4 separate regions of the Mus musculus genome follow, and all the other regions are linked to region 4. Evidence: chromatin contacts called from public Hi-C and promoter capture Hi-C data. All regions are on one chromosome and are shown on one strand. Each heading gives the region's core, a stretch centred on a gene start, on an enhancer-like site or on the middle of the called end of the contact. The rest is flanking DNA. Distances are from core to core; before and after follow the strand shown.

Region 1 (4,330 bases), core at 1,117-3,616, 160 kb after region 4:
ATAAAATATTAAAATTTCACAGGTAAATCAGTCTGAGTTGATCAGAAGCTGTACCTTGTCCTCCATGGAGACAAAGACCCCATGGATGGCTATGTCAGGCAGCCTAGCTTGCCTGTGACACCTAGCAAACACTACCTGGAGGCTATGGGGTTCACACTCAGGGTCGCTGACTTCAAGTTGAATTTTCTAGCTGTGTTCATGAAATTAAAACTTGAGTCACGTGGTAATCGCTCAGCAAAAGTAGTTATTATGAATTGTTAGAGCCTGCTATCCCATATTCCTCTATTGTATCAAGGAGAGGATGGCACACAGGAATATGTGCGTGAAAGATGCACATTTTTATCCATGGCAGGCAGACTCTAGCCTGGTGCAGTCTTTGAAATCTACAATTGATTGGTCTGAACAAGGGATGCAGAAGTTTGTCTGGGTCACTTGTTTTCCTCAGATGGCTTTGTGAGGTGGAAGGCTCCACTCAGCCCACACCTGTTCCTTTAGGCTGAACAGCCTGCTTTCAGGCATCATAATTTAGGTTTCAGATGCAGAAAGACCCTGCACTGGCTTTACAGCTATTTTTTTTTCTTTTTAATGCCTAACACAGAATGAAGAAGAGATGAGAACAGGCTTGCCTTCTGAAACAAGCAGCAGCCTCCGTATCTCAGAGCTTACAAGCAGATGGAGACCAGAATCACATGAACCACACAGGGAATTAGGAGGGGTGGGAGGAGCTTGGGTGGTCAGCGGGGCTACAGGAGTGAGGAACCCCCATTTGCAGGGTGGTGGGAGATGATAAAAGCCCTGCAGCTAGGCTGCATTCCTCAAAGGAGGGATGATTTAGCCCATTTGACTACTAAGAAACAATATGTACTGGTTGCTTTTCTCGCTGCCATGATAAACTATGAGAAAGGGTTTAGGGTACACAGGTTGAGGAGAAGTCCATTGTGACGAGGGAAGATTTGGCTGCTGCAGCATGAGGCAAGAGGTCACTTTGTGTCTGCAGTTAGGAAGCAAAGAGGGATGAACAGTGGTGCCCGGCTCCCTTTCTCCTTTGATTTCAACCAGCACCCCCACTCAGAGATTGGTGTGGCCCACATTTCGGGTGCACCTTCTCACCTCAGCTCACCTATTCTAGACCTCCATCCACAAACAGGCCTCGATTTGTCCTCCAGATGATTCTGGGTCCTCACAAATTGACAGTCAGTTACTACAAAGTATCAGGTCTTGCTCTGGAGAGAAACGTGAGCTATCTGTACCCAAACCTCTGGCCCAGGGGAATTTACAGCCCTCTGCCTCTCTGGAAGGGTCTGTAAAATGCCAGATCATCTTTTAGATTGGGTTTTATTTCTCAATAAAATATATTAGATAGTCAGCTGAGTTTTCTCTTTTTTACATCTACATCTACACACACACACATACATGACCGTGGAATGGGGTGCATTTTTGTCTTTTTTACAGAAACCACGTATTTCTCTAGGATTGAAAGCAAATACCACATTTGCACTTTGTAGTCAGAGTGTTCAAACAGTAACAGGTTTTTAACTTGGACACTGAAGTAGTGATTTACTATTGCATCAAGTCTTGTGCGTGCAAGAATGTGAACACCTATCTTACTTCTAAGACTAACAGCAATTCTAACACTGTAAAAGTGAAGTCTGCGTTGCTGTGCCTTGTGTCAACGCTAATTGGGATCCTGACTCTTGTCAGCAACTAAGGGCAAATAAGTGATGAGCAGAGGTGACACCCAATCTGGCCTTGAGCCAAGGACGTGACCTAAAGGTAGAACAGAGCATCCCATTCCTATTGCAGTATGGAGAGATGACCATTTATTTCTTGAACCACATTTTGGAATTCAAAGACTTAATCTAGTACTCCATGTCGAGATAAATTTTTAATATATTCATTATATAAAACCTGAATTTTTAGTTTCCCTTAATTGCTCAGTGGTAATGACTCCCAAATACAATGAGATATTTATGAGTTGCCACCCCACACAATGTTCTCATGTAGTGCTACTTAGGAATGGCAAACACAGGATTCCAAGTGCCTCTTTATGTACATCAAAAGTACCATGTAATTTTTACAGCAATTTATTATTACAATTAGTATTTGCTACCATCAAATTGCCCAGCAATTTGTCCCCACACCATTTCAATATGACCATGCCAATATCTGTTTCATCTCACTGAAAAAGCACGCAGGGAATACCTCCTGTTGGTGCTTGACTTCTAAGTCAGCATCCAACACAACCAACTACAATCTCCATGGACAGCTCAGCAGCTCAGACTCACCTCAGCAGTCTCTCTTCAGCATAGGACAGTGCTCAACGCCCCAGGGGTGATGGCTGTCGCCAGGGAGGCAAATGTGTATCCTGGTAAAGGCTCCCCGCTTGCCTGTAAGTGCCGTGCTCGGCGTCAGGGCTCCTGACAGGGCTCGCTCTATCTCCCTTTGCTTGTCACAGACACTCAGTGCTACAAATTCAGTCAAGCTGTTAGAGAGGAAGCTGGAGAGAGAAAGGGAGAGAGGGAGCTGAGGGTAATTGTTAGATTTCATTTTTAACCCATTGTCAGAGAAATCCCTATTTTGTTTGAAAAACAAAAAAAACAGAAAAACAGTAAACTGAACAAATAGCAGAGATGATTTAATATTGACTGGTAGTCAGTAGCCAGGAGGCCAAGGCTGGCTATAGCTACCACTGGTAAGTTTTGACCAGCTTCCAAGCGTTATTGAGGGGCAGCACGCTGTGAGGCTAACCACGGTCCCCTTTGTTTGTAGTGAGCATCTCTGTGATTGACTTCACAGCTTCCAGATAACTGATTAGCTTCTTTAGACGTCCCTGGGACCACTGGTTCTGGCATCTTTCCCAATGCTGCCTGTATCCTCATGATTCTCCTGATGGTACCCAAGCTATCATTCTTCTTAGTGTTTGCATACCTGTTACTTTGCACATCTCCAGTTAAGATTTTGGTATGATATCTTTACCTTGCACATTTCCCAGTTGATATGTATCCATACGTGTTTGGATTTAATCATGTTTTCCATGTCAATACCTTGAGATGGTTTGAAGTACATGGCTCACAGGAGCCTGTCAGAACTCCTTGTTCTCCTTTGTTGCTAGTTCATTTGTTTTATTATTTAAAGACACGGTCTCACTATGTATCTCTGGCTGTCCTGGACTCATTATGTAGACTAGCCTGATCTCAGACTCACAGATATCCTCCTGCCTCTGCCTCCCCAGCAATGGAATTAAATGAGTGTGCTACTTACTATGACTCTCAAGTTTCTCACTTTAACGTGGTCTCAAACTATTACATGGGAAAATTTTTGCCCTGTGACTCCTATTGTTACTTTTCATACTACCTTAGGAATCACTAATATGATTTATTCAGTTAAATACAAACACATGCGTCTCTGACAACAAGCAACAGCTTGGCCCTACTATGTACATGGGACTGTGCTTGTTACATACCTATATTTAACAGTCACATACTCCAAACATAAGCAAAAGAACTATAGGATGCAGAAAACATAAAAAGCATGTGTTTGTATTTTTTTATTTTTATTACTTATTTATCCTCTTTGTGTGCATGTGTGTGTGTGTGTGTGTGTGTGTGTGTGTGTGTGTGTGTATCCTATAGTGCATTTGCTGGAGTCATTCCTTTCCTCCCACCACGTAGATCCTGAGAATTGAACTCCTGTCATACAAGTGCAATTGTAATTGGTCCAAGAAAATCAAGTGCGTTTCCTTGCTGCTGAGCCCTTCTGCTGGCCCTCTTATTGCATTCCCAAGGTTGTGTGTGTAACTGTCATGGTTCTTTACCAACTTTGAGAATTGTCACCATTTCCTCCATATCATCAGCTTCCTTGTTCATATCTTCAGCTTCCTTGTTCGTATCGTCAGCTTCCTTGTTATCTGCTACCTTGTCTTCTATTCCTCATTACCTCTGTTTATCCTGATGCTCTGCCTCTGGCCATGGTTTTCTTGCTCAGTACACTCAGTGTAATCACCTAGGAATCGAGTATTAAGGAGACAGTGCAGCCAGCATTGTGTAACACCCAGCGGTAATGTCCCAAACTAGAATCAGGGCTTAGACCCAGCCTGGCATCCTCTGAATATGGCTCTCAGACTTCCACCATGCCTTACTCTGAAGTCCACTGTCCACTTGCGCGAGGGCAAGAGTTCAGGGGTCCTGTGGCCCTATGACCCAAATTCAGATCACAGCCTAATCTTTCCCTACTACCACCAATTTTACCTACTTTGTCTTTACTTGATTCTTCAGCATTGAATTTCATTCAAAAATATCTAATGCAGTGTGTTGATCTTAACTGTGTTTGG
Region 2 (4,542 bases), core at 518-3,017, 210 kb before region 4:
GTGTGCCATGTGCATGCATTTGCATGTTTGCATGCATGTATGTAGTGTGCCATGTGCATGCATCTGCAAGCTTGCATGCATGCATGTAGTGTGCTGTGTGCATGCATCTGCATGTTTGTATGCATGTATGTAGTGTGCATGCATCTGCATGTTTGCATGCATGTATGTAGTGTGCTGTGTGCATGCAGTGCATGCAGAGTCCAGAAAAGGGCATTGGATCCACTCCTCTGAAGTTGCAGGCCACTGTGAGCCACCATGTGCTCTGCTGCAAGAGAAGCAAGTGCTCTTAGTCACTGAACCAGCTCCTCAGCCCCCACATGGCAGTTTTCTTGTTTAGCCTACTTATGTGATGACTATACCAGTATTTTTGAGACAGGGTCCCACTAAGTAGCCTGTTTTCACACTAGTCAAAAGCTGAGCTTTCAGTTGTGATTTTCCTCCCTCCACCTCTAGAATGTTGACTCTATAGGCACATGTGACTGATTCATATTTACTAATGTTTTAGTGTGAGCTGACCCCAGGCATCTGGCCTAGGCTCATTGCTTTAAACCCCGTACCTACATAAGTGTGTTAGTTCATTTTCTGTCTCTGTACCATAATGCCGCAGAAGGATAAATTTATGAAGCAATGAGGTTTATATAGCTCAGCTCTCTCTAGAGGTCTAAGGACTTGGTACCAGCCTCTGCTCAGCTCTGTGAAGGACTTATTGGAGATATTATCACGACAGTGAGGGCGTGTGTGGGAGCAATGGGTCATATCACAGGACCAAAGGCCCGAGTGAGGGAAGGGATAGCTCTCCTTCCAAAGCAGCTCACTCATAGTAGCTAGATAGGCTCCCCCAAACTATTGAATCCCTCTAGGCCAGTGTCACTAGTGAAGTCCTACTGGACTCCCCCTCTTAAAAATCCTTCCAACTCACAACATAACCACATTGTAGGGCTAGAGAGATGGCTCAGAGAGGTTAAGAGTACCGGATGCTCTTCCCGAGGTCCAGAGTTCAATTCTCAGCCACAATGTGGTGGCTCATTACCATCTATAGTGAGATGCCCTCTTGTGGCCTGCGGGCATACATGTGGACCAAGCATTGTATACATAGTAAATAAATACATCTTTAAAAAAAAACATACCCACATTGTACAAGTTCCTCCTACTTGGCCTCTTGGGAGGCAGAGCTCCTCCAAACCACAATACTAAAGGAAGCAGAGCAGAGTCTTCAAGGCAGCCTCCTTGCCCCCACAGTGTTCTCTCTAGATCAGACACATAGGTATGAGTAGATCTCTTAATATGTACTACATAGACCAGACACTGAATTAATGAGGTTGGTCACAGGGATTCCTGGGTGACAAGGTAAATTTTGTCTGAGAAGGAAGTGTCCACACTGAATTTCAGGTGAGTCCTCCGATCGATAGCTTCCCAGAGGAGTCATGTGATTGATGCCACGTAGCCCCCGATCACTGGTACCTTGCTTCTGGACATTTCGCCTGGGAACTCCAGGCATGTCTGGTTCATCTTTGTTCTCCAAGTCTACCTGCTGCTCCCTAGCCTAGCTCATACATATTTCCAGGTTCCTACATAGAGCCAACCATACATCATTGTCTTCAGTTCCAGGGTAAACTCTACCACCAGCAGAACTTGGTGGAGCTCCAGTCTCCAAATTCCTTCCAGCAACACTTTACCTAGGAAGTGTTGGTTCTGGGCATGTGCCTTGGTGAGCCTTATTTTCTGTACAGACTGACTGGGCCTTCACCATGGCCTCCTGCCAAAGCCATCTGATCCCTCCTCCTTCCTCATAGTATGTGGTTAGCATCTTAACATGCAAATCCCAGCAGCTGTGCACGTTCCTGGAAGCCCATTTGCCTGTTGTCAGCCATCCTGCCACAGAGACAATGGCACTTGGGGCTTTGAGACCACATCTAATCCCTAATGCTATTTCCTGTAAAATTCCTCTTAATTGTTATCACTTCTCCATCTACGGGTCCCTAGAACATTCTGGTGGTAATATTATGACCACACTTCAGAGCCCTTCTCCTCTTTTAAATCATGCCTTTGGTCCATCTTGCAAAGCTGGACAAGCCAGTCTCTGTGGTTGCTGGAGGAAGCCATCCCCGAGCAGCCACTCTTCCTCTTGAGACCCTCCCCTTGAATGTCAAAGCAGAGCTGTATGGCTCTGAAGTAGGGGTGAGTCCTGTATGCCTCGTGCTACCTTTCTCCTCCCAGGAAAGCATCCACCTTTGTGTGTGTTGGTTGGGGTGAAGGTGTGCTATGCTATTCTCCCATAGAGAACTTCCTGAAAAAAAAAAAAACAAAAAACCAAAACAAAACAAAAAAAAAAACGATACCACATCTGATTTGAGATCTGGGTTGTCCTGTCTTTGACTCTGGAATGACCTAGAAGGTACCATATCCTTAGTGCAGGGCAGCGGTACTTACCACCCAGGTTTCCTTCAGCTACCCAGGGATTTTCCTCCGACTTCCTGAAGTATTTCCCTTGAGGCCTTTGGACACACTCATCTGACAGTGTAGCTGGGGGGTGCAGGCATGCCAGGGAACTCACCTCAGGGAGTCAGCACAAGTTCCTGGCTGACATGATCTTCCCAAATTGTGAGTTACCAGAGTGAGTGTTGCTGTGGTCATATGGACCATGTTGTAAGTGGACAAATGGACCATGGGGTGAGATGTCATACCCTCCCATCCTATTGTGATATCCACACCAACACTACTGTTCTATCTCTCAGGCTCTGTTTTGTTTGTTTGTTTGTTTGTTTGTTTTGTTTTGTTTGTTTGTTTTTTTACTCCTAGTGTATCCTGAACTTGGCTGTTTTTATAACAGGCAATGATGAGAACATAGACCTCCCTTGATTCCTCTCTTTCTCCTCCTCCTCCTCTTCCTCCCCTCCTCCTCCTCCTCCTCTTCCTCCCCTCCTCATCCTCCTCCTTTTCCTCCTCCCTCGCCTCCTCTTCCTCTTCCTCCTCTTCTTCCTCCTCATTCTTCCAGTCTTCCTCTTCTTCTCATTTTCCTCATCCTCCTCCATTTCCTGTTTCTCTTCTCTTCTCCTTTTCCTCCATTTCCTCTTCCTTCTCTTCTTCCTCCTTCTCATTCTCCTCTTCTTCCTCTGTCTCCCCATTCTCTCCTTCCTCCTCTCCTGACCCTTCTTCCCCCTCCTCCCTCTCTCCCCTTTTCTTCCTCCCCCTCCTTCTTCTCCTCTTCATCCTGTGAGGTTAGCCCAGCATTCTACAGCATTTCCTAGGTCATCCCGTGGTCTGGACCTGGAGTTGCCCCAGTTTCCCCTTAGCTTCTTAGGTTCGTTCACTTAGCAAATTCTCCATGCCTGTCTCCTTTCTGGACATTTCTATTTCCTGGGGCAGGGCTTGCCTTTAGGAAGGGTCAGCTAGTCTCTTTCCTTCCTTTGGTTGAAAAAATGCACAATTCAGTGTGGGGGAACCTGAGGTTCTAGGAAAAAAAACAAACCAAAAAACTAGAGACAATAATCCACTTTCAAAAAGCACACTTTATTTCCTGTCAGAATTGTGCTCAGAAGCTAATCTCTTCTGCGGCACTTTCCTTTATGGGCCTTACCTCTGCTCACCTGGATGGCCACTGGGTGCCTTGTACATACCTGCCCAGTCTCATGATTTGTCCATTTGTCACTTGCCACCAGCCACAAGGCCATCAACATGGCCACCCAGATCACTGCAGCCTGAACTTTGCCCAGCTGTCTCCTCAGCTTGCTCTCTGTGTAGATTTCCTTCAAGGCTGTCGGGCTCTAGACAGAAGCACGCTCCCCAGAGAACTCCTTCATGTCTACATTTAAACAGAGGACTTATCTTCATCCCAGCACTTCCTGGACCTTACCCTTTTCCTTTATCTTTACTCTGCTCTATCCCATTAGTGAGCCACGTGGAGCCAATTGTCTGACACTGGGCTGCTAGTACATTCACACAGTCCTTGCCAGATATTTTCAGGCCTGTGCAGGGTCCCTGAACAGAGGGCTGTGATGGCTATGTTTCAATGTAGCTCCACCCACATGGTTCTCAGAGATGGTAGAAAGGATGACCAAGCAGAGTTCAGCTCCCAGTAGAGAGCAAGGCAGGTGCCAGGGGCAAGCCCTGGGTAGGCTCACTGCCTAACAGAGTAGAGTTCAGCCCCTGTTACATGCTCCCCTGCTGGCCCTTGGCTGCTTCCTTCACCACCAGCTCCCAAAAATTGCCATCACCATCCCTATCATTCCACGGGCCCCAGCAAGAAGCAAGCAGAGACAGTGCCCTATGGCAATGGGTTAAAAATCACACTGTCAGAAGGAGTAGAAGGATTGCAGAGAGCTCAGCTGAAAAGCACTGACTTCTTCACAGACGCATGTAAGCAACTCCCAGAGCAGAGATGAAGGGGATGCTTGCTGCATCTTATGGTACCCTGCGCCTGCCTCAGTGGCACCGATGTTTGCTTCTGTGAAGAGTTTGGCTGGCATATGCTTTACCAATGAAAAAAGAGTAAGAGGAAAAGCAGTAAGCTCATTCGTAGTGAACCAGTGATCGGACTGAGGT
Region 3 (4,182 bases), core at 375-2,874, 140 kb before region 4:
GAGGCAAAGTTTAAGAAGAGAGGGCAAGGCTTTTTAAAATACTGTATCTGTACTTTTGTAAGGGGTAAGAAAAAATAAATTTTGACCATAGCAGCTAAGAATAAAAGTCAAGTGTTCCCAGAGACACCTTGGCAGATGGAGATGGAGTTGTTTGCTGTTCTTTCACAGGGGCATTGGCAACTTGGCAAATTGGACCTTCTAGTCCCTAGTGTCCCTTGCCAGAGCACTCTTGACTTACAAGCAAAAGAGCAAACACTCCAAATCAGAGTCATCCACTTTGACCCACACTGCCTTGGAGCACTGTGGACTGGCTAGGAATTGCGGTGTGTATGTTGCATGTTTATGATTTTTTTGTTTTTAGAGAGATGCAGATACTTTTCATCATATTTTAAGAAACTGTGTTCAAAGGTAGTGATAAACATCACTGTACTCAGGTCAATATAGTCTTTGATGGGAAAATGTGTGTGGGTTTCTACATTGATAGCTTTGATAATCAAGTTGATTCCTAACTGCAGGATAAACATGCTAACGGTCAAGCCATCAGGAAAGGTGACCTTCTATGTGCAGGGTGTGAATCCCAACCAAGGCCTCCCAGCACACACCTGGACCGCAGGGTCTTCACTGTGGAGAAACCTAAGGCTTGCCTATTCCAGCCCCTGTTCTGTGCTTGGAGCATCATTGTAGCAACATGGACCTTGATGCTCCTCTATTCCATGGCTCCTCCTTGCCAGGCCTGAGAGCTTTGAGTGACACAGCAACCTTGACTGAGGTATATGCTATCATGCTATGAGGTATATGCTGTCATGCTATATTCTTCCTTTATGGCATGGAATAAGCAAATATCTCTTAAATAAGAAAAGAGTTTTGACCAAAAGAAGTATTTGCCAAAAGACACTATTACATGGAGGGGCAAAGGGTTCATCAGTCCCCACCCACAACTGAGTTATGGGCATTGATGGCTTCTAGATGATAGTTTTCTTTAAGGGTATAGCCTTTGATACCACAGTGCTACAGTGGATGGTCCCACACAGTATATGGACAGTAAAATTGGACTTAACAGATTATTAAAACAAAACAAAACAACTACACAAAGCATAGTAATTATAAAGGGAGGATGAGTTGGAAAGGAGTTAGTGGAGAAATAGGGGTGAATATGACCAAATAACTTATGTGAAATTCTCAAAAAATTATTAAAATATTCTTTAAAAAGATAGAGATAGCTTGAGGACAAACCTGGGGGAGAAGACAGAGATGCTTGTGACTAGAGAAGAATATGTAAAGAGCTTCAACAACAAGAGAAATTTTGAAATAGGCAAGCAATTTAAGCAGATAGCTCACAAAACATGTTAAAATTGCCAGTGCATAGTTTACAAAGTGCTCAACTTCCTTTATGCTCAGGAATGTGAAGTTAAAATTTCAATGTGATACTACCACGAACAACGTTAGAAGAGCTAAAAGAAAACCACAAACTTCCAGGGTCAAGGAGATGTAATGTGGAATGGCCAAATTTCTCCTTTATTTCTGGTGGAATAAAGCTCTGGGAAGCAGATGGGGAGGCAGCTAGATTACACAGCGCTGTAGCATCGTTCCTAATGACTCAGATCTGGAAACTTACCAGAAGCCCAGTAGTGCTAGGAAGACTCCAGGCATAGAGATGGAGTCACATGTGGTGCTGTGAGGGCTGGGGATGACTCCATCAGAGCCTCTTGCTGCAATCTGATAGATCTTCTGAGCAACGCTTGGCATGAGAGACTCCATCCTACCTGACCCTATTATGTAAGTTCTAGAAATGCAATAGCAATCTGTGGCAATGTGAGTCAGAAGAATTACCCTGGAAGTAGGTAGGGCTAAAGCCAAGGGGACTCAGGTGGTTAGACTGTTGGTGAACAGATCACAAAACCCCATTGTACTGAATCTTATATTCCTATGCTTTTACACTTTTACTCATGGATGCTGTACATTTAGTTAGGGTTTTACGACTGTGAACAGACACCATGACCAAGGGAACTCTTATAAGAACAACATTTAATTAGGGCTGGCCTAGAGGTTCAGAGGTTCAGTCCATTATCATCAAGATGGGAACAAGGCAACATCCAGGCAAGCATGGTTCAGGAGCTGAGAGTTCTACATCTTCATCTGAAGGCTGTTAGCAGAATACTAACTCCCAAGCAGCTAGGATGAGGCTCTTAAAGCCTACACCCACAGTGACACACCTACTCCAACAAGATCACACCTATTCCAACAGGACCATGCCTTGTAAAAGTACCACTCCCTGGGCCCAGTATATACAAACCACCATACTATATTTTAATGAGACACCGCCACTCACATTTCTTCATCGAGAGCCATGTACCTTAGTGGATTTTATTCATGATGTTCCAAATCTTTATTTTCTCCATCTGATTTTTGTGGTTTGCTGGAGATCAGAATTTTTAAGTGTGCAGGTTGACCTTGCTCATATTCATACATCCAGCTCAGACATATTAATCTGATTCCTAGAGAGTCATCAATATAAGCTTCACACATTTACACAAACTTTTTGACACTCTGTCTTCAAGGTCTCAGTAGAACTTGGCACATCTGATTCTCTAATAAGAGGTGTTTCCACAAGAGATATTTTATCAATGTTATTTTTCTGAGCATGTGTGGAGGTGTGGTTATTGGAGTCCTTGTAGGCTTGTTGTATGAACACACCTATGAAAGAAGGTCACTTGTGCCATTTTGCGGGGAGGTGGAATAAAAGAAGGGTGATTTCTAACTCTGTGCACTCTCCATGCCCATAGACAAAATTTCATTTTTCTATGTTGTGTCTTAGGGTTATTATTGCTGTAATGAAACACCATGACCAAAGCAATGGGTTTGGGGAGGAATGGGTTTATCCAGTTTATTTTCCCCATCACAGTTCATCATCAAAGGAAATCAGGACAGAGTTCAAGCAGGGGAGGAACCCAGAGGCAGGAGCTGATACAGAGGCCATGGAAGGGTACTGCTTACTGGCTTGCTCCCACTGGCTTGCTCAGTCTGCTTTCTTATAAAGCCCGGGGTCACCTGCCCAAGGGTGACACTGTGGGCTGAGCCCTCCCCCATCAATCACTAATTAAGAAAGTGCCCTACAGCTAGATCTTGTGGAGGCATTTTCTTTATTGAGGCTCCCTCCTCTTAGATGACTATACATTGTGTCAAGTTGACATAAAACTAGCCAGCACACAGGGCCAAAGAGCACACATGCTATGTCTGTTTGTATCTGTCTTTGGCCTCACAAGTAGGGGCTTTCCTTGACTGAGAGCTCTGCTGATTGACAGCTATTCCCTCAGTGAGGACTACTGGGATAGGACACAGATTGCATCCTGCCTGCAGAGTCTGGCCCTGTGTAGACATCCCTGTCCCCAGGCAGTGGAGACTTCTTTACGGTCACAATTATGGTGGGTGCCTGGCCACATGTTCCTGACTCTTTCCACAACCATCTTCTCAATCTCTTTTCTCTTTTCCCTCTTTTAAAACAGAAACTCTCAGATTTTTAAAGGAAACTCAAATTCTTCTCATGACACTTTTAAAGAGCTCCATGGTCTTGGTTCATAATGACCTTGTTATCTATGAATATTTAATTCTAATCATGCATCAGAAGAATGAGGGCGAGCCTGTAGACCTTGTCTTTATTTCCTTCCTTCTTACAATACGATTTGATTGTGACACTATGTACCCACATCCTCTAAAAGCTTTTGTGTCTTAATGCTGTATACCTATGACCCCACATGCACACACAAGAGTGCTCCTGTGTGTGTGCATACACATACACATGCCCATGTACACACGTACAAGCACACTCACAAGTACAGAACTGACCATGTACACACACATACACACTCTTGCATAAGCACACACACACAAGCACATACATGCCCATGTATACACACATATACACATACATGCACATGCACAAGCACACACACAGATATACACACAGATACACACACACACATACACATACACACATTTACTGGGCTTCCTTTACAAGTCATTTTACAAATGCCTCTATCATGTGACCTTTGCTGGTACTTGCACTTGGCAGGGTGCAAGGTCTGCCTTGCTGTTCTGTTCTCTGCACATGGGCTGTTCCTGATGTAGCACACAGGCCTTAGTAAAGAGGTGCAGCCTTGAGGCACAGCCCCAGATAGCCTTCCA
Region 4 (4,818 bases), core at 1,174-3,673:
ACATTTTCAAAGGCTCCCTTAGAAACACTGTGGTCTTGGTACACATTTGAACCCTGAGGTGGTACCGTCCTCCCACGACCCATGTCACCTGGATGTGTAAAGCATCCTGGGGATTTTTTTTTCCTGTTTGTGTTTTGTAAAGGGATGCTTTGTCTTTCATAGAAAGGGAGACACATTTTCATTCTACTCGAATTTCAGTTCTAACGTCACCCTGGAGTGACCACACAACCTGTGGATGGTCTACCTACCGCCCAGATGGATGCCTGTGTGGGACTCCTGGGACCAGGGTTGAGGACATAGGAGAATTCGTGCTCCCATTTTTTTTTCTATTGACCGAATGATTCCTATTCTTTGCTTCAGAGAACATCCGATATGGTACCCAATCAGCTGAAAAGGCTGCACATACGTCATTAGTTCTGGGGGTGGGGAGGAGAGATGGAGGGAGGAGGGGAACGAGGAGGAAGAGAGAGAGAGAGAGAGAGAGAGAGAGAGAGAGAGAGAGAGAGAGAGAGAGAGAGAGAGAGAGAGAGAGCCAGAGCCTCAGCAGCTTGCTCCTTGTGGAGTGGAGTCCCCACCAGGGCAGCTCTATTGATTTCTGAGTCACAGTGCCGCAAGATGACTACCAAGCAGGAGGAGAGCCACAGCTCAGAGAGAGGCAGGGATTACAGGAGAAGATAAAGAAAGAGCAGTGCTGGTAGCTCTCCCTCAGAATCATTTATCTGTTACCAAGAGAGCAGTTGAGAGAATGTCACTGAATGGTCCCTTAACTTGCAGTAGAATGGATAGGAAATGCACAGTATAAATGAGTTTTTAAAAAAATCAAGCTGTTTTTGTTTTGTGTATGGAGGTTTTTGTTGTTGTTTTGTTTTGTGTTCTTTGAGGAAGAGAGATGAAATGATTTAATGTCCCAATGTCTTAAAAAAGAAAACCTGAAATTTTTGATATAGATATTTAAAAATATGGTTTATAAAAAAGGGATTTTCAAGTTACACCTGGGAATTTTTGAAAAGAAATGAGATTTATTTGCAATAAACTTTGTCCAACTGCAGCATTCAGTGGCTTCTATTTTCCCATGTTCAGACTGTATGCTGCATGAGATCCGGAGAATGGAGACAGTCTGGTAGAAAAGCTTCAAGCAGGAGCAGGCTTCACCTGGGCTGCTTCTAGCTTTGGGCTGTGAGCCAAAGAGGCAAGCATTAGATGACCCCCTCCCCCCAGCTCTGTGGCTAAGGCTTGGGCTAGAAATCCCTGTTTTTGTCAACCTCCACATCACATCCAAGACTTAACCATCACTTTCCTCAGAAGAAAGACAACTAAGTTCAGTTTTAAAATAACAGCGTTGTCAGGCGGGCTGTCTGCATGTGAGCAGTGGAAAATTAGAATCGAGCAATCCGTCCCCCCACAACCCCCGTGGCACACACATGTGAAGCACACGCGCGCTCGCGCGCGCGCGCGTGCACACACACACACACACACGCGAGTAGCAGTCGGTTAAGAGGAAAGGGTGATACCTTTTTAAAAACCGAAAGGCAGTAAGCCATTATTAGCAAGAGCTATATTGAGCGTGCTTGTCAGACAGGCAACAAAGCCGAGCTCCAGTTCCGCCCAGACATGTGCCTTGCCATTTTCATTTTAATCAGCCTGCTCAGGATGGCTGCTGATTCATTTTGCAGGATGTCCCCCTGGGAGCCAAGGTGGAAGCCTCCGGCGGCGGGTGAGCTGCTCTTGCATCTAGGCAGGATGCAGCAGGGCACACAGAGGGGAGAGTGAGGAGGAGGCTAGCGGGAGGGGAGCTCACCCACAGGCTCACTCCACAGTTCAATATGGCTAGTTAGCCGGTCCTTCATGAAACCGTATCTGCTACTGCAGAAAATATAATGAAAGAAAGAGAAAAGAAAAGAAAAAACTGTCAAATTGTAGGATCGTCATTTCATTATCTAGCAACTACGCCCCCCCCCAACCCCACCCCTGGACATTAAGTGGCTTGGACTGCTGGTTATTCTCATGGTCAGCGTATACATAGATGCACACACACACACACACACACACACACACACACACACACACACACACACACACACACACACACACATACACATACATACCTGGTAACTAGCTGGGGTGGTATACCTGATTTAGCTGCAGACTTTGATTTGTAGGACTGACAACCTTATTATGCAGTGAGCTTATTATTGATATTATTCTGCTCTCGGTTGCCATGGCCACCTTGTGAGAGACATTCAATTTTCTCTCTTCCATCATCATTATCTATGAGGCCATCTGTTGTGGAAAATGAATTCAGCCTCATTTGCATGACTGATAAGCAATTTTTTTTTTATCTATTTAACAGAAGGTCATATGCCGGGGATTTGGAGCTCGTGAAAAAAAAAAGTGGAAAAAAAAAAAAGCCTAGGAGAGGATGAGTGGAGCTGCGTGCATTAGGGGCTGGCTGTGGAGGTAAAGCAGATCTCTTAGGCCCGCTAGCCTCTCCTGCTGCATGTGTCATTCCTGCCCGCGCGACATTTTCCCCCTAAGCTACTGCACACAAAACAGAGCGAGAAAGCTTCTCCCTGCAGTCTTCTTGGAGGCCTCCTGGTTTCTCACCCATTGTTGGTGGGTGTATTTCAATTTTTTGATTCCCTGGACTGTGGGTTATGAAATCAATGCTGCTGAAGACAAAAGCAACCTTCCCTGCCTCTCGGTGCTATGCGTGGTCCTCCTCGGCCTCCCACTTGTGGGGGAAAGGGTTTTCTCTTTCTTTCTGTGTGTTTTGAGCCAGCACAGTTACCAAAATTGAACTTGCCGTCACTTGTGAGCGGTGTGGTCATGGTGTGAGGTACGTGATGCTCGTTAGGTTAATTCTTTGGACTCAGGGGTCAGGATCTGTTTTTGCTGTAGCTCATGGCTTCTGCTGCAGACCTATTGTTCGTTCCTTTTTAAAGTTATTTTTATAGCGTGGCTGGTGGCTGAGAGGTTCCTGAGGTACAGGTCTTCAGTCCTCAGAAGCTGGTCTTTAGAGCAAAAATGGGTAATAGATTGCATGCCTGAACAATGATTTTTGTTTATAAAAAGAAATAAAAAAAAATGAGAAAACCGAAAAACTTACTGCATGTCTGGAGGTCGGTGATTTGGGCTGAAGTAACTTCCTGAGAGTGGCTAACTTCACTTTACAAACAAGGAGGGATTTTAAGCAAGGGCTGTGGGAATGTTAGCTACTCCTGAGGCACTGTTGTCTTGGTCTAATTATAGAAAGAAAGTTTGTTGATGTTTATAAAACTGATAAACTCAAATAAAGATTTTAAACAATAACCTCAATGTTTGAAGTTCATAAAAACAAAACAGCACCTAAGTTCTAGCAGAATATGGTTTTTTAAAAATCACCTCATAAGCAAAAAGTTGAGTCTTCACACTCTACTTTCCAGGTAGATCTGAATAAATAATAAATAATATAAATATTCACCTGAGTGTGAAATATACAAAATATACAGTAGAGTTTGACCAGAGCGTTAATTTAATCACGACAAATTTCTTATATCTTGAAACTATATATGCTATCAATCATGATGTTGTTAATTTAATTGGGATAAAGTGATTTGTTTAACAACTCTTTTGTTCAAGTGTTTATACTTTTTGCTAACACCACAAACAAAAGCTCCCATAACACTTTCACAAGCATGAGAGAGTCTTTCTAATTGTTTAACTTTATAAAAGAGATGCAGCTTTTGAAGTGAGAAAGTCAGGTATATTTTACATGTAGATAGACATGTTTACTCTAAAAATGGAAGTATTTTATTCAAAATTCCTTTTGAAAACAATATTATAAGATTAACTTTTAGTCTACCCCAAACTATGAACCCAAAGTACTAATGGTGCATTTTAAATACAAGTGTGCAGCATGCATCCGCCTCAAAGAACTTTATTGTCTTTCCTTCCTCAATTGACCCAAAGGAGCATAAATGATTGAATTGCTTCAGTGTAGTATAGTAAGTCATTTGGTTGAAACTCTCCTTAAAGTTATGCTTCACTATTACATTTTATTTATTGTAATATTTGTTTATGGTAGACCACTGCAGGGGTGTTTGTATGTTGATACACTTTTAAAAACTCTTGCTTCGGCCCCCTTCTCCTAATCAGTCATTTAAAATATATTTTTAGCTTGAATGTAGGGAAAATAAATTAACATTAAATATTAGTTACACAGTTCAAAGCTTCAAACTGTAAAATGTGGACAGTCTGTGAAGACTCCTGAAATGATTTCCCTCAGAGGACTACCAGCAGGGTGGTGGCTGGAGCCACAGTGTGCTCTGAAGGGCTGTGTGGCCGCCTTTTGATTTCTACCTTCAGCCTTCAGATTTGTGAATCAGATCTGTCAACTTCTGCAAATCCTCGGACAGAGAGCACAGTTGATTTCCCCCCTCCCCCCTCCCAAAGTTAATCACCCATCTTGGTTGGCTTCCTCCTTGCCTCCCTGACATTTGACTGCCGCTAATTCACTGATTAATCTCATTAATGTGATTATAGCAGGATTTGGAGCTAGCCGCCATTGTTCTGTAGACAGTGCTATTCAGGCTGAGCACTTTCCACCCCATTCAGTTTGCTGTGATTTTTCAAAGGCTGGTGGAGGGAGCCATTGTGATAGGGTTTCCTGGCCTCCTTTCAGCACCGGGAGCTGTCCGTGGCAGATAGCAATTGCATTCAGCAGAGACTTCCTACAGGTTCACTGCCTATGTGAAAACAGCTCACTAGCATCACCTTAATGACTGTGCTCACTGAGGTAGAAGTCAGTCGAGTGGTGTTTATGGTCACAATTGGATGTTT

The links. Promoter capture Hi-C pulls out the DNA fragments that hold promoters and counts their contacts. Hi-C and Micro-C count contacts between places; a contact is called where the count stands out from the background.
Region 1: a Hi-C map of olfactory sensory neurons shows a contact between it and region 4, with 2.7 times the contacts expected there. The contact joins the promoter of C630031E19Rik here to the promoter of Myt1l in region 4. A contact is called at or near these places in 3 of 39 promoter capture datasets (embryonic stem cells, hippocampal neurons and pre-B cells), 2 of 484 Hi-C or Micro-C datasets (cortical neurons and olfactory sensory neurons), 1 of 115 datasets of contacts at active chromatin or transcription factors (embryonic forebrain) and 2 of 9 other capture datasets (liver and pancreatic islet).
Region 2: a Hi-C map of the N1E-115 cell line shows a contact between it and region 4, with 2.4 times the contacts expected there. The contact joins the enhancer-like site here to the promoter of Myt1l in region 4. A contact is called at or near these places in 1 of 484 Hi-C or Micro-C datasets (the N1E-115 cell line), 7 of 115 datasets of contacts at active chromatin or transcription factors (VIP interneurons, embryonic forebrain, embryonic hindbrain and 4 more) and 2 of 9 other capture datasets (adipose tissue and pancreatic islet).
Region 3: a contact with region 4 is called in a promoter capture Hi-C map of hippocampal neurons, with 4 times the contacts expected there. The contact joins the enhancer-like site here to the promoter of Myt1l in region 4. A contact is called at or near these places in 3 of 39 promoter capture datasets (the 3T3-L1 cell line, embryonic stem cells and hippocampal neurons), 2 of 115 datasets of contacts at active chromatin or transcription factors (embryonic midbrain and neural progenitor cells) and 2 of 9 other capture datasets (adipose tissue and pancreatic islet).

What each region holds. Positions count from the first base shown.
Region 1 is chr12:29,684,079-29,688,408 of GRCm38.p6, forward strand. It overlaps C630031E19Rik (RIKEN cDNA C630031E19 gene), which reads right to left and starts at 2,367. Exons shown (of 4, transcript NR_046080.1): 1 at 2,286-2,367. All of the region lies in intron 3 of Myt1l (myelin transcription factor 1-like), which reads left to right.
Region 2 is chr12:29,319,879-29,324,420 of GRCm38.p6, forward strand. No RefSeq gene overlaps it. Among named protein-coding and RNA genes, the nearest start is that of Gm31569, 120 kb to the left of the region's middle. Within about 2 kb of position 1,768, at least 3 of the 459 cell types and tissues checked have an H3K27ac peak or open chromatin away from gene starts, as enhancers often do. A contact at or near this core is called in the N1E-115 cell line and VIP interneurons, where this site is marked.
Region 3 is chr12:29,390,352-29,394,533 of GRCm38.p6, forward strand. No RefSeq gene overlaps it. Among named protein-coding and RNA genes, the nearest start is that of Gm31650, 47 kb to the right of the region's middle. Within about 2 kb of position 1,625, at least 12 of the 459 cell types and tissues checked have an H3K27ac peak or open chromatin away from gene starts, as enhancers often do. A contact at or near this core is called in hippocampal neurons, where this site is marked.
Region 4 is chr12:29,525,961-29,530,778 of GRCm38.p6, forward strand. Myt1l (myelin transcription factor 1-like) reads left to right here and starts at 2,424. Exons shown (of 25, transcript NM_001093775.1): 1 at 2,424-2,836. Gm20208 (a long non-coding RNA gene) reads right to left here. Exons shown (of 4, transcript XR_381405.4): 2 at 2,106-2,280; 3 at 1,512-1,863; 4 at 998-1,174.